Regions from separate parts of the Sus scrofa genome. Here region 2 is linked to region 1. A link is a contact called in public HiChIP or PLAC-seq data. All regions are on one chromosome and are shown on one strand. Each heading gives the region's core, a stretch centred on a gene start, on an enhancer-like site or on the middle of the called end of the contact. The rest is flanking DNA. Distances are from core to core; before and after follow the strand shown. Region 1 has its middle 330 kb from the start of TRIB2. Region 2 has its middle 64 kb from the start of LPIN1.

The links. HiChIP or PLAC-seq counts read pairs in DNA pulled down with a chosen protein or histone mark.
Region 2: a contact with region 1 is called in an H3K27ac HiChIP or PLAC-seq map of skeletal muscle, with 4 times the contacts expected there. The contact joins two enhancer-like sites. A contact is called at or near these places in 1 of 47 Hi-C or Micro-C datasets (embryonic fibroblasts) and 2 of 2 datasets of contacts at active chromatin or transcription factors (alveolar macrophages and skeletal muscle).

Annotation. Positions count from the first base shown.
Region 1 is chr3:124,519,981-124,527,073 of Sscrofa11.1, forward strand. No RefSeq gene overlaps it. Among named protein-coding and RNA genes, the nearest start is that of TRIB2, 330 kb to the left of the region's middle. Within about 2 kb of position 4,076, at least 9 of the 83 cell types and tissues checked have an H3K27ac peak or open chromatin away from gene starts, as enhancers often do. A contact at or near this core is called in skeletal muscle, where this site is marked.
Region 2 is chr3:124,933,957-124,940,268 of Sscrofa11.1, forward strand. No RefSeq gene overlaps it. Among named protein-coding and RNA genes, the nearest start is that of LPIN1, 64 kb to the right of the region's middle. Within about 2 kb of position 1,400, at least 58 of the 83 cell types and tissues checked have an H3K27ac peak or open chromatin away from gene starts, as enhancers often do. A contact at or near this core is called in skeletal muscle, where this site is marked.

The DNA of each region.
Region 1 (7,093 bases), core at 2,826-5,325:
TTAAAAAGCAATTTGCATGTATGTGAGCTTTGTGATTTGCATGTATTCTCAGGGATGCACGCGAGTCTATTTTCGCCCACGTATGGAGACTCTCAGGATGAGATCCAGGGGATGGGTGATCTGATTTGCTTCAGTGTCACAGAGCACCCACGTGGTTGAGGAGGGTGGAAACGCCTGTTCCAATATGCTAGTCCCGAACGGTGCCAAGGATGAACAGACCAGAAAAAAAATATTGTGTCATCAGCCCAGACCTTGAATTTTCACCAAAGGTCTCACCAAATGGTGTAAGGCTGAGTCTGAGGGCCAGAGTGTTCTGTGCAGGATGTGAAAGTCCATGGTGGAAGAACTCCAAAACTGAAGTCAGAGGAAAAGTACCATGCAGGCTCTGATTTGCTTAGTACCAGGGGATCTGCTTGCAAAGGCAGAGGGAGGGATTCAGACTTTCAGGGAAGAGGCCCTGACGCAGGTATCCAAGGACAGCAGTAATGGCCACGGCAAAGGAGCAATGACATTGTTAGAGAAGCCCAGGCGCCCTCAGAACTTCAGTTTTTCTGTGTTAACACAAATTCACGGGCTCCTTCCTTACCCAGCCTCTGACATTGTCGATCCTGCCTGTGTTCCTTCCTCAGACCCAGCCTATCCCGCTTACCCCCTGCACTCCTCAGTGGGAGCTCATCATTTCTGCCTGGGTAACTGGAATCATCTCCCAGATGAGTTCCTGTCTTCTCATGACAAGGCTTGTCCATCAAATAATCTGACACCCAGTTTCCATAGCCATCATGCTCCTATCTACATTTGGGTTGGGTCCCTTCCCTGCTGATGAAACACCCTGTGGTTTTGCATGACAAGGGGGTATTATCCAAATCTCTGAGTGTGGCATGCCTGCCCTCCACCACCACCCAAATCAGGGATCCTTGACTTTGCTACCCTGCCCACCATCTTCTCTGTATACCCTACATCTGCTCCATCAGCACTCAGGACTTTGTCATGGTTTTGTGCCTTGCTAAGAGTATTCTTTTTACCTGGACCCATGCTTCTCCCTGCCTGCCAGGTTAGTGCATCCATATCCTTTAAGCCCCAGCTATGATCACTTCCCCCTTAGGTCTGCCACCTATGGTTTCCCCAAAGTCTTGACACAACCTCCACTCTCCACCCAGACTACCCATGGGATGGGACTGATCTCTGGACATCATGTTGACTTAACTCCCTCCTTCCAGACCATGAGACCCTCAAGGGCCAAGGTATTATCTGTTACTGTGTCCATAACACAACCCAGACCCAAGGATGTTCTTACCAAATCTTCATTAAATAGATTGAATTTGCTTAATGCAAAATTGAGAGGCAGGAGAGATCTAAATAAATAATTTCTCTTCTAAACCACAGGCCTAGATTATGCAAAAGGTAAAGGGATCTTTCTCTTTTTGTGTGTGTGGCCAGTGACATTTCAGCTTCCAAAGGGCAATGCTGGGGCACCATGGCTCAGCCTTTCCATGGTTGTCCCTTCCAGAGGAAAATTCTGCACACAGGCACTTGGAACAGCCAGCCACCAACTCATTTTACATCTAAAAAAGCATCTGGACTCTTTTGGAACAGGATGCCATTTGGGACTGTTTGTGTGGCTACACAAGCACAATGATGCTTCATTTGAAAAAGTCAGCTTTTTGTTAGCCTTCCTTGCCCTTTGGCTCTCCAAAATTAGATTATTTGTGCTCAAATGCATATCTAAGGTTTAGGGTTTGAAAGGAGAAAAGGCAGAATTATTTCCTGCTGCTTCTTCTGCTGTGTGGATAAGCAGATATTTAGAGAAGAAGTTAGTTTATCCAAATTCTCTGAGCAGCAGTCTTCAACCTCAAGATATTACAACCGGGCAAAGGGAGAGTCCTATCTACAAGTTCATTTCCATTAGCCTGGCTTAACCAAGGTAGACAAGGACTCTGTTTGCCTGAAGATCTGCTCAGCATTCTGGGAGAAGGATGGAGAGAGCTGAAGCAAGTTGATGTTTGGGAGCAAAAGAACAAAATACTTCTGGAACAACCTAGTGGGCAAGAAAAGTACTTTGAGCTTAGTAACACATTTCGGCTTTGTATGAGTCTGAAGAAACATATCCTGCATTGGATGGTCCATGGGGACACTGTCTAATGCATCCAGGGAGAACATGGGCCAAGTTCCTATTTCCAAAGGATGATTGAAAAACAGAAAAAGAAAGAAACACAAATGGTTGATGTTATGGACCAGATGCTTTTATCCCCCTCAAAATTCATCTCTAGATGCCCTAAACCCCAATGTGATGGTATTTGGGATGGAGTCTTTGGAACATGATTGGGGTTAGGTGAGGTCATCAGAGTAGGGACCCTTATGATGGAATGAGTGCCCTTCTGAGAAGAGGAAGAGAGAGACAGTTCCCCTTATTGCTCTCCACACAGAGGAAAAGCCAGATGAGCACACAGCAGAAAGGTGGCTGTCTATCAGCCTGGAAGCAGGTCCTCACCAAGAACTGAATCTGCCGGTACCTTGACCTTGATCATCCCAGCCTCCAGAGGTGTGAGAAGTAAATGTCTGTTGGTTAAGCCAACCAGTCAATGGTATTTTGTTGATAACCCGAACTGACAAAGACAGCTGGGCTAACCTTTGGTACAAAATGAAGAACTGTAAACTTCCATGCATATCATGATGGGGTGGCATGAGTGCGGGGAGTTTGGGGAAGCCAACGAGAGATGGCTCCTTGCATTACCAGCTGCACCCTGAGATGCTCACTGTTTCTGCACTTCACACCCCTCTCTGTAAAGTGGGAGTCACACTCACCCTACTGGGATGCAGAGACATGGCAGCAGGAAGAAAAGAGAATGTAGAGGTAGCAGCTATTGTGTAAGTCTACAGGGAGGGAAATGAGAAACCTGGGAGGTACCAGCCCATCAAGGAAAATTCAGAAGCTTAAACGAGCAGGGTACTGTGGGGCTCCTGGGTAAACAAGCTTTTCTGAGTCCCCCATTTCTTGTTATTGAGGAATGGGCTTCAGTCTCCAGGACATTCATTGAGTTCCAAAAAGCAGGTTCAGTCAGTTGCTAATCAGGGAAGGGAGGGGATGCAGAGACCAGGAAGGAACAGTCAAGTGACAATAGTGCAGCCTTGGGGCAGGGTCTTGGTTCTTCCTCAAGGAATATGGATAACAATATCTTTGAGTTATTCCACAGAACTGAAACCCCCAACAAATGGAAGATGATGATGCAGAGTCTTCATTCCTAAAGAAGGATCTTCAGAGCCAATCCTGGGACCACCTAAACACCAGCTTTGAAAAACAATGCAAGCTCTCATCCACCCTGATCCTTATCAATGGCCCTATTTTTCACTCCCAAACTATAAAACCACCTCCCAATCTCTTCCAAGGGGGGCACAGTCTGTAAGGCATTACCCTGCTGTGACCCTCCTTTGCCTGGCAAAGCAATGAAGCAGTTTTCTCTCCTTTGCCCCAAACCCTGTCTCTGCGTTTCTTTTCAGCAGCAGTGAGCAGAGGCTGAGTTCAATGCTACTGCTGTCCAAAATAAACCACCTGTGAGCAAATGGGGAAGAGGGGGGCTCTGGAGAGGTTAGCATCCCTATTTTCTCTGTCTGGGGTCCTTGAGTCCGAAGCCCAAAGACAGTTTCATAGGTGTTTCCTATATCCCCTCCCCCCAGCCGGATGAAGTAAGAGTTGTGTGCGTTTCCTTTGGGGAAGGAATTTAAGCCCTGTCCCCATGACACCGGGGCGGATGGTGAATGAAGTCAGTCCTGCTTGCAGAGACTCAATGGCTCCTTGTTTTGCCTTTTATTGAGCCAAATGTCAAAGCTAGGCTGGATGTTTTAGTGAGGGAAAAGAACCTTGAAGACTATCTAATGCAAATGGGTATTCCATACGTATCCACTTCCTCCATCCAGGAAGCTGGAGAAAACTGGGCCCCTGAAGCCCAGAACTAAACAAAGAACTCCAGCATCCTGCCGTGCAATTCCAATTTGAATCACGCCGCAAATGTAAAATGACTTCATTTTCCTGTGCCAGATCCCCTGAGGATTTCAGACTTGTTTATGCCTCTCTGAAATGAAGCTCAGCCTTAGCCAGAGTGAAGGAAAACACTTCTATAGGCAGGAGGCTGCTGGAGCCAAAGCAAGAGCTATTCATCCTCTTTTGACAAAACTCATCCTCTCCGAACAAGGGGACCTCAGTCCCTCATGTCCCAGCCTTGGCAGCACCGTGAGAGCTGGTTTCATGTAGCGCTTTAGAAACCAGACCTCCAATATAAAATTTACTGATGGGAACCCAGGATGCCCCCCTGGCTCTATCCAGAATGCTGCTCCCAACATAAAACCCTCACCCCCGCCCCACCCTTTGACGTTGCTTATAAACAATGAGGTCAGAAGAAAGATCCCCACACACTGGACTGTTCAATTTCATTAACAGTAAAGGGCATCATTTTTCAGTTTCCTGGATATTTATCTCATTCTGGAAAAGCAAATAGCACCAAATAGAGCAAATCTTTACCAATACAAGTATTCATTGATTAGATATTTATGGATCTCCAGCCAAAGGCAGAGAGAAAAAATCAACACAGTCCCTGACCTCAGGGTACCAAGCCCCGTTTCTCCTACACGCTGCTTCCCCATCAGCAAAATGAAGTTCAAGGTCCACACCTTACAACAGCCTTAGGGGACGACCTCAGACTAGGGTGGTGGGGGACCCATGCAAATGGCACTCACCTCTCCATAGTGGCCCCACAGCTATCTGTTCAGATGTCTCTGTGTCCCCTGCCTTCTCTTTCAGCACCCTGAGAAATGAACTGAAGACAGGAAAGGTGACCTGAGGAGTTCGGAGCCACAGTGGGTGACTGACCTGGCTTCTACCCTTTGGTGCTGAGGCAGAATATTAACTCAGGAGGTCAGTGTAGGAGCATGGGCTCCACTACATTCTTTGATATGGATACTGATACATTTGTGACTTAAGGAGTTCCCATCATGACTCAGTGGTTAACAAATCCCACTGGGAACCGTAAGGTTGCGAGTTTGATCCCTGGCCTCGCTCAGTGGGTTAAGGATCCAGCATTGCGGTGAGCTGTGCTGTAGGTCACAGACACGGCTCCAACATGGCATTGCTGCGGCTCTGGCGTAGGCTGGCGACTACAGCTCCAATTAGACCCCTAGCCTGGGAACCTCCATATGCCACGAGTTTGGCCCTGGAAAAGACCAAAAAAAAAAAAAAATTTTTGTGGCTTAAGGGCTCCAGAGAGTAACACCTCCCCAGGCCTTGTTTTATTATAGGAAATGCGCCTTCCCCACAGGCTTTGTTTACTATAGGAAATGCGAATCTCTAGCCCACTCGACTGATAGAAAAGGAATGAGAGAAATGGTGACTCAGTCTAAGGAAAGAAAAGGACAAAAAAACCATAAAACTTAGGGGACATTTCCACCCCTAAAACCCCTATTGGACAAGGACTGATACAGGTATTTGAACAAGGCCAATGGGAGAAAACCACATCTTTCTGGACCCCATGTTGGTACCCCTCCCCACCTTTAAGAGATAAAATCCCTATAGGATGGGGGGGGGGGCTCTTTTCTTCCCTCCTAGCAGCCCTGGGAGCTGTTTGCTTTTCTTTAGTAAAGACTTTGCTTGCTTGCTGCCTGTGTGTTGGAGGAGTTCATTCTTTGACTGACTGCCATGAACAAGAACCCAGGTTCCAGTATCATCGTTCCTTATCAGGGCTATTTAAGCAATTTTGGATGGTGAGACTGGAAATAAAGGTCCTGTACAAGTGGGCGTTCTTTTTTCTCGACAAAGAACGAATTGTTTTGAAACACCCAAACTGAGATATTGGAAGGCCCCACCCAAAGAACCTTTGGGTGTAAATAGGCTCATCTTAACTTTCTACACAAAAGGCTGCCCGTAAAAGCATAGAAAAAAACAAAGGTGAACTTACAGCTACCAGGAAGACTGTGCAAAAGACTGTTCAGAAAAGAAAGGACCGCAATTCTTCAGGCAGAGATGGAACTGGAGGAGGTTTGGAAGTGGTGAGGGGGATTAATTAATTAACTAATTAATTAGTTAAATTTGGGGGTGGGGACTGTACCTGCAGCATATGGAAGTTCCCCGGGCTAGGGGCTGAATTAGAGCTGTGGCTGAGACCTACGCCACAGCCACAACAATGCCAATGAGTGAGGACAGGGATGGAACCCACATCCTCATGGGTACTAGTTGGGTTTGTCACCTTCTGAGCCACAACAGGAACTTCCAGGAGGATTTATTTAATCAAATTTAGGATAAAAAGCAAAGGCCCCTTCATCTCTAAGTCCTTGCTGGTCCATGCGTATTCACCCCAGTGAGATTTTGGGAATTAGTGAGCTACATTTGCCTCTTATTATGCAGTTAGTTGAGATGCATTTCTTTAACCAATCTCTGTGCAAGAAATTTAAATGAAAAAGAAATGTGTTTGCAAATGACCTAGTCTCCTCATCCAGGTGTTCCCGGCCTCATTCTGGCCCAAAGTCCCTCTGAGACAGACAAAGCAGGGAGGTTGTTCTTCCAAATCCGTGCCAAGCATTTTGAAGCGTGTGGGGAAGTTGGGTGCATGGAGGAAGAGCAGTCTACAGAGGAGCAGGTGAAAGTTTGGGATCCAGATGTTTGGGATCCCAGCCCCAAATCGGCATTTACTCTTTGGGGGACCTCTCCCCAGAGCACAGAGGTATACTGTTTCCTATGCCAGTCTTACAATGATTGTGTGACTGAGGTTTAGTAACGTCCTTTTGTAGATGAGGACCTGCAGGATCAGAGAGATTAAGTCACTCTCCCAAAGTCGCACAGAGCTGCCTGACCCCAGCGCCAAGCTCCTTCCACTACGGACCCATAATGAGGCCATGTCTGCGCTCAGTCCCTTGGCTTTCCCGGCAGCACGAGGCAAGGACGCACCACCCTCACTGTCTCTCCCAGCTTTGAAAGGAGCTAACTATGAGGATTTTTCATAGTCCATACTAATATTTCTCTGGAAAGATGCAGAAGGGACATACAATGCTGATCAAGCATCTTTAAACGCAAAGAATTTGAAAGTCAAATATATACAAAGGGAAAAATTAG
Region 2 (6,312 bases), core at 150-2,649, 410 kb after region 1:
CACGTTCCCTGGATTATAAAAATGTAGTTCACCTAATCCTCGAGGTGGAGCCTTCTTGTCTGCCTGCATTTATATCCCTCACAAGCATCCTGTCTTCATAAATCTATTTCTTGCCAGTCATTTTGTCTCTTGCTGAATTCCTTCTGTGCTGAGACGCAAAGAACCTGAGCCTCAGCAAGTCGAGACACCAGGAGAGTGATTCTAGTGGAAAAAAACCATGGGTTCAAGTCCCAATCTGGTTTAGGCTGAGTCAGAGGAGTTTCCCTTTCAAAACTATCCTTAGAAGTTTCAAAATAGCTTTGGCTTCCTAGAAACAGAATTGCCCACTCGCCTCCCTTAAAGCATATAGCCTATCAGACAAACCCTTCACGAGTTGTGAGAATGGCAGGAGGGGGCTGGGGAAGAGGTGAAGCTGTTCCCTCTGGCAGGTATGATGGCCGGGTCTCAGCCACAGGATGGGGCGCAGGTTCTCTGCCTTTCCCAGGGGCTCAGGCACCTTGTTAAGACTGAAACCAGAGTTCCCGATGTAGTGCAGTGAGTTAATGACCCAACTTGTCCCTGAGGTTTTGCTGGTTCAATCCCTCGCCCGGCGCAGTGGGTTAAGGATCCGACATTGCCACAGCTGTGACATAGATCGAAGGTACTTTTCGGCGACCTTTGACAGAAACTGTCCACCCTTGTCCAGGCATGAAAATGATCAACAGTAGGAGTTACCTCACAACAGGAGATGCCAATAAGGAATACAGAGAACTAACACCACCTCCTGCGGAAGGAGTCTGGGCAGAGATGACCCAACTCCCAGAATCCTTGGCGCTAGAATCCGTCTCCACCGAGAGCCACACGAGCCACCGAATCAGACCCTGAGTCAGCTCAGGTATGAGCCGAGGAAGAGAACTGGCCAGAGACCCCGCGGAAATTAACCCCATTAGCTTAAACCCTGAGACTGCCAGCCACGTGGCAGAGCAGTTCCCCTGGGTTCCCCCCACCCCCACCCGGGCGCCCCTTCTCGGTAAAGTCTTTTGCTCTGTCACACACGTGTCTCCTCAGATGAGAGCCCACACTCCGGCCCTGGAAGGGGTCCCCCTTCCTGCCACAAAAAGCTCGGATTTGATCCCTGGCGCAGGAACTTCCCTATTCCTCAGGGGTGGCCAAAAAAGCAAAGCAAAACGAAAAGCTGAAACCCAGCAGGACTACTTGGGGCCCGGAATGCAGAAACAAAGGAGGAACAATCAAGAAGTGACAGTGCGGCGATTAGAGGGGGAGGTAGGGAACAACCTCTTTTGAACTCGGGGGCAGGAACTCGGCCCCCTCCCAGGTGCAGGATGGCGACTTCCGGCCAAGCCGGGATTCCTGGAGCACCGCCCTGTGACGTCACCACCAACCAATCAGAAGAAAGTCACACCGCCTGCAGCCAGCACTCAAATTTTGCCCGCAAAACACCGTGGGGGACTTCGGGGTTTTTGAGCACGAGTCACCTGGTCTGTTTCGGTTTGTTTGGCCTCACTGTGCATTGGGCACATGAAGTTTTTGTTAACAAGAGGACTCAGGAGGCCTCCGCTTTCACAGAGCCAGAGGCAGGAGGAAGTTTTTAGTTTGGGGCGTGAAAAGAGATATTTGTAACCTCAGGCAACTTCCGTAACTTCTGTCACTTTGGGGAACAGGCTGACCCACAAGTGCCTTTTCGATTCAGCTGCGCTCCAGAATCCTGAGCAGAGAAGGGGGATGGGGATCCCAGACCCGTCCCCCACGTGTGCGGGTGCCTGAAGTACCAAGTGACGTCACACGATGTCCAAACCAAAACGTGATGGCACTTCCAACAGAATCTAGGACAGTGGAGTCTCAGGACCCTTGGCTAAACACATAAGTCCGCATTGTCACACTCATCCCATCAGACAAGAGGGCACATTACCCTGTTGGAAGAATCTGCAACAGCCCTTTAGCAGTCCGTGGAGATGGAAATGGGTAATAAGAACTTCCTCATTTCTGTATTTTGTAGAAATCAGAGGTCTAAATGGTGATCCACCTTGTTTGAAACCCAAAAGAATCAAGCTGACAAAAGAAACAAAACACAGATACCTCTATTATAAACCCCAATCCAGCATTGTCTCAATAGCTTTAAACAGCAACGTTTTTCACCACATTCATGTTAATTTGAATTTCATTGGTGCTATAGTTTTATGTGCACTTAATTTTAAATGCATTTTGGTTTTATTATCATATAAAGGCTATTGCTTTGTAGTGATGTTTTTTTCTTTCTTTCTTTCTTTTTTTTTTTTTTTTGTCTTTTTCAGGTTGCACCTGCAGCATAGGGAAGTTCCCAGGCTAGGGGTTGAATTGGAGCTGTAGCCACAGGTCTACACCACAGCCACAGCAACGCCAGATCCCCGACCCACTGAGCGAGGCCAGGGATGGACCCCGCATCCTCAGGAAGACTGGTTGGGTTCGTTACCGATGAGCCACGATGGGAACTCCTATTGATGAGTATTTAAATAAAAGCAGGTGAAAATCATTTAGTTCAGCATCGCACTAAAGGAGATCACTGCAATATTTGGAGAAAAAAAGTGCTGGGAAGCATATGTCCACTCACGCCTCTCTCTAATTCTAAGAAATTCACCTATTCGGACACCGTAACTTGATTTCTGTGGAAAGTCCCAATGAAAACAGTTTTGCTGTGTAAGAAATTATCTCTGTTATCATCCTGTGTACGCCGCATGAAGACAAGAACACGAACTTTTGTCCAGAACTAAACCTCCTTGAATAAATCAAAGGTTGACTCCTTCACTCAATCAACAGGCTCTGTTTATTTTTAGGATATCCTCGAATTCTGAATCAAGAAGACAAAGGAATAAAAGCAAACCTATCAGACTGCTCTGAAAGGAAAAATATAAAGTTCCCAAATGAATGTGTTACTTGCAAATATAAACCATTTCTTCTTAGCTTGGCTCTGTCATCCATCTCGGAAAAGGATGTTTTTACAATCAGAGCAGAAATATGACTGGCGCTCCTACATTTACATTTCTTTGTTGCAAAATGAATGTAACTTGTTCGGATTCCAGCCCCGGAGAAAGCAGCCCAACTGGTGGTTACTTTCCAAAGTGAAACTGAAAACCACAACCTCCGGTGCACAAAAGGCAGAATGAGTCACCGGAAGAGGCCGCTTGCTTGCAAAACTCATTAAAAGCAATGCAGGCTGAATGGACTTCCTGCACCCGTGAAAAGGTCCCTGGCATCAGGACAGCACCTCAAGGCTCCCACAACTAAGGGAGGAAGGGAGCCATCAGAAATCTGGGCACAGCCCGGGTATGCCCCTACACACGCCTGGTCGCCTGGTCCCAGGCAGAATCCGCTCCCAGCCAGGACCAGCGGATCCTGAGATGCTCAGGAAGGTGGCCCAGCTGGCAGTGGTGTGTCAAAAGCTCAGGACCCTGTGACTCCGTCGAGCCACTGTATTGGGCTTCCAGGGCCGCCCCGCTCCTGCAGCAGCTCCTTCTGTCGCCCTGACTCGGCCGGGTTAAAGTGTCAGCTGCTGCATCCAGAAGCAGGCCTTTGGGAACAGGACCCGGGCCTCAGGTGTGTCCTCTGGAGCTTGGGTGTGCATCCGCATCCGGGGGCGGGGGGATGTATTAGCACACGATCTGGACCCCACGCCCAGTCTGATTCAGCAGGCCCAGTGTCCAGCCTAGGAGCTTACCCTGCTCACCAGTTCTCTGATGCAGGAGCTTCAAGCCTCAGGACACACTTTGAGAACCACGGTTCTAAACGCTTCTTAGATCTGAGCACAAATATGCACACACTTCTCTCTCCTCCCAGCTGATTAGTCCTGTTTGACCTTGAGCCCCGTCGACTGCATTGGTACCCAAAGCATCCCTGTAAGCTACCCCTTTCTTTCCCCATGAGCCCCCCAACACACCTGGCTGGTCTCCAAAGCCAGCACTACAGGGAGGGGCCTCTGTCAAGCCAGGACTAGGTTTTCTAAGGCTGGGCTGCCAAATCGAACCGGATTGCGCCCCCAGGTGGCCATCTGGGGCTCACGGCCCTCCAGGGCCCACGTCTGTCTGCTCGAGAGTCCTGGTTCCCTGTGGGCCCCAAGGCCTTCGACAACTGCAGTGACCCTCATCAGCTGCCACCCCCTTCCACTGCGGCAGGAGCTGACAAAGGGGGTCAGAAACAGGAAGGAGAGCCGAGTGCCGTCTTGAACCACCTCGTCTTGTTGGGGGCCGAGACTGGATGCTCTCCCACCACCCCCAGCCCCGTAGAAAGGGTTTTGTGCAGAAGTTCAAAGGGAGGCAGATAAGGAAGAAGTGATGGGTGACGTGAAGTCCCTGGAACACTGGTTAGGACAAGACTCCTGCTGGAACAAGGAGATCAGATTCCAGCATTTAGTTTTTCTTTTTTTTTCTTTTTTTTTCTTTTTTTTGTTTTATGGCTGCACCTGTAGCATATGGAATTTCCCAGACTGGGGTTCAAATTGGAGCTGCAGCTGCCGGCCTATGCCACAGCCACAGCAATGCAAGATCCGAGCCTCATCTGTGGCCTAAGGTGCCACTCACGGCAACGCAGGATCCTTAACCCACCCAGCGAGGCCATGGATCAAACCTGCACCCTCACGGATGCTAGTTGGATTCTTAACCTGCTGAGCCACAGTGGGAACTCCTATTTTTTATTTTTTATTTTAGGGCCACACCTGCAGCATATGGACGTTCCCAGGCCAGGGTTCAAATCGGAGCTGCAGCTGCCAGCCTACGCCACAGCTCACGGCAATACCAGATCCTTAACCCACTGAATGAGGCCAGGGATCAAACCAACATCCTCATGGGTACTCGTCAGGTTCATTACTGCTGAGCCATGATGTGAACTCCAATTTTTTAATTTTTAAAAACGAGGCCTGTGTAACTTTCCTCTGCCTGCTCTCCTGTCGCAGGACTGTAACTTTTATTCGAACAAAGGTCACATTAAGGCTCAAGCCAGTGGTCACTGACTCATCAACGTTCCTCGACTTCTGATGAAAGCGCTGGGGAGTCTGGCGGGGTGTGTCCGGGTTTGGAAACCAAGGTAGGAAGTGTTTTAAAGATTCAGGTGTTAACAGCGGAGACATTGGGGAAATTCAAGCTACAGAGCTGGTTTCCCCTGCACGTGTGTGTGGAAACAGCGTAGCCTAGTGGTTCCGGGGAGGGAAAGCGGTGATGGGCAAGCAGGTAAGACCGCAGCTTATCCTGATTTTCATTTTACAGGTAAAACCACCTACAATTTGAAACCAGAGTTGGAATAAATCTGTGATGTTCAGCTAGCAGGGAGTTTGTTTTTAAGCTACACAGGCAAGAATTCTACAGACGCCCAGAGATGAACTGTTTGGATCTGGGCTTTCTAAGGAGCTCAGCCTGGTACCCTGTGTAGCCCTCTTTTAAGCATTTAGCAGCCAATATGCTTACATTTATTCCCCAAACGCTTAGGCTGATGCAGGAAAATCAATAGGGTGTTCCAGGCATGTCGACCAGGCACAAAATCGATAGGAATTATGATGGTTTTCACGTTATCTGGCTGAACAAATCAAGGGTTTTGATTGATTTGTTCAAAACGAGAAACAAATTGGGTATATCAGAGAAAGGGGTCAAAAAAAGGAGGGCAGAGGGAACCAGTTTTTGCTTTTTTCATGTATTTTATACCGTTTTGTGATGTTTTGTTTTGCTTTTTAGGGCCACACCCATGGCATATGGAAGTTCCCAGCCTCGAGGTCAAATCGGAGCTACAGCTACACCACAGCCACAGCAGCGATGGGACCCGAACCACATCTGCGACCTATACCACAGCTCACGGCAGTGCCGGAGCCTCAACCCACTGAGCGGGGCCAGGGATCGAACCTGCATCCTCATGGGTTCTAGTCAGATTCATTTCCGCTGTGCCATGAAGGGAACCCCCACGTTTTGGGATCTTACGAACCTTTCTGGCCGGGGAAACACTGGGGCGCCCTTAGAGGCAGCGAAGGGCCCAGCTGGGGCCTGCCTTGGAATCCACTCCTCCATCTGGCCTGCACACCCCACATGGCAATACGCTTCTCCTTCATCAGCTCAGGGCTGAGCACCGGGCAACCACGGCCACCCCAATGGCTTAGAGGCCACGGAAATTGGTCACACCAGCCAGTCCCAAGCTGTTCACCTTGCCCTGCTTTGCTGCGGGGATCCCAGTGAAGGCTGAGGCCTCGGCTCCCCCACCCCCCGCCCCCGCCGTCACGCTCTTCTTTTGCCCCCTGGCCACCCTGGTGCTTCCCCACCTGGCCCTGCTGGCTGGCTGGCTACCTCCCGTTCTGAGAGCCTG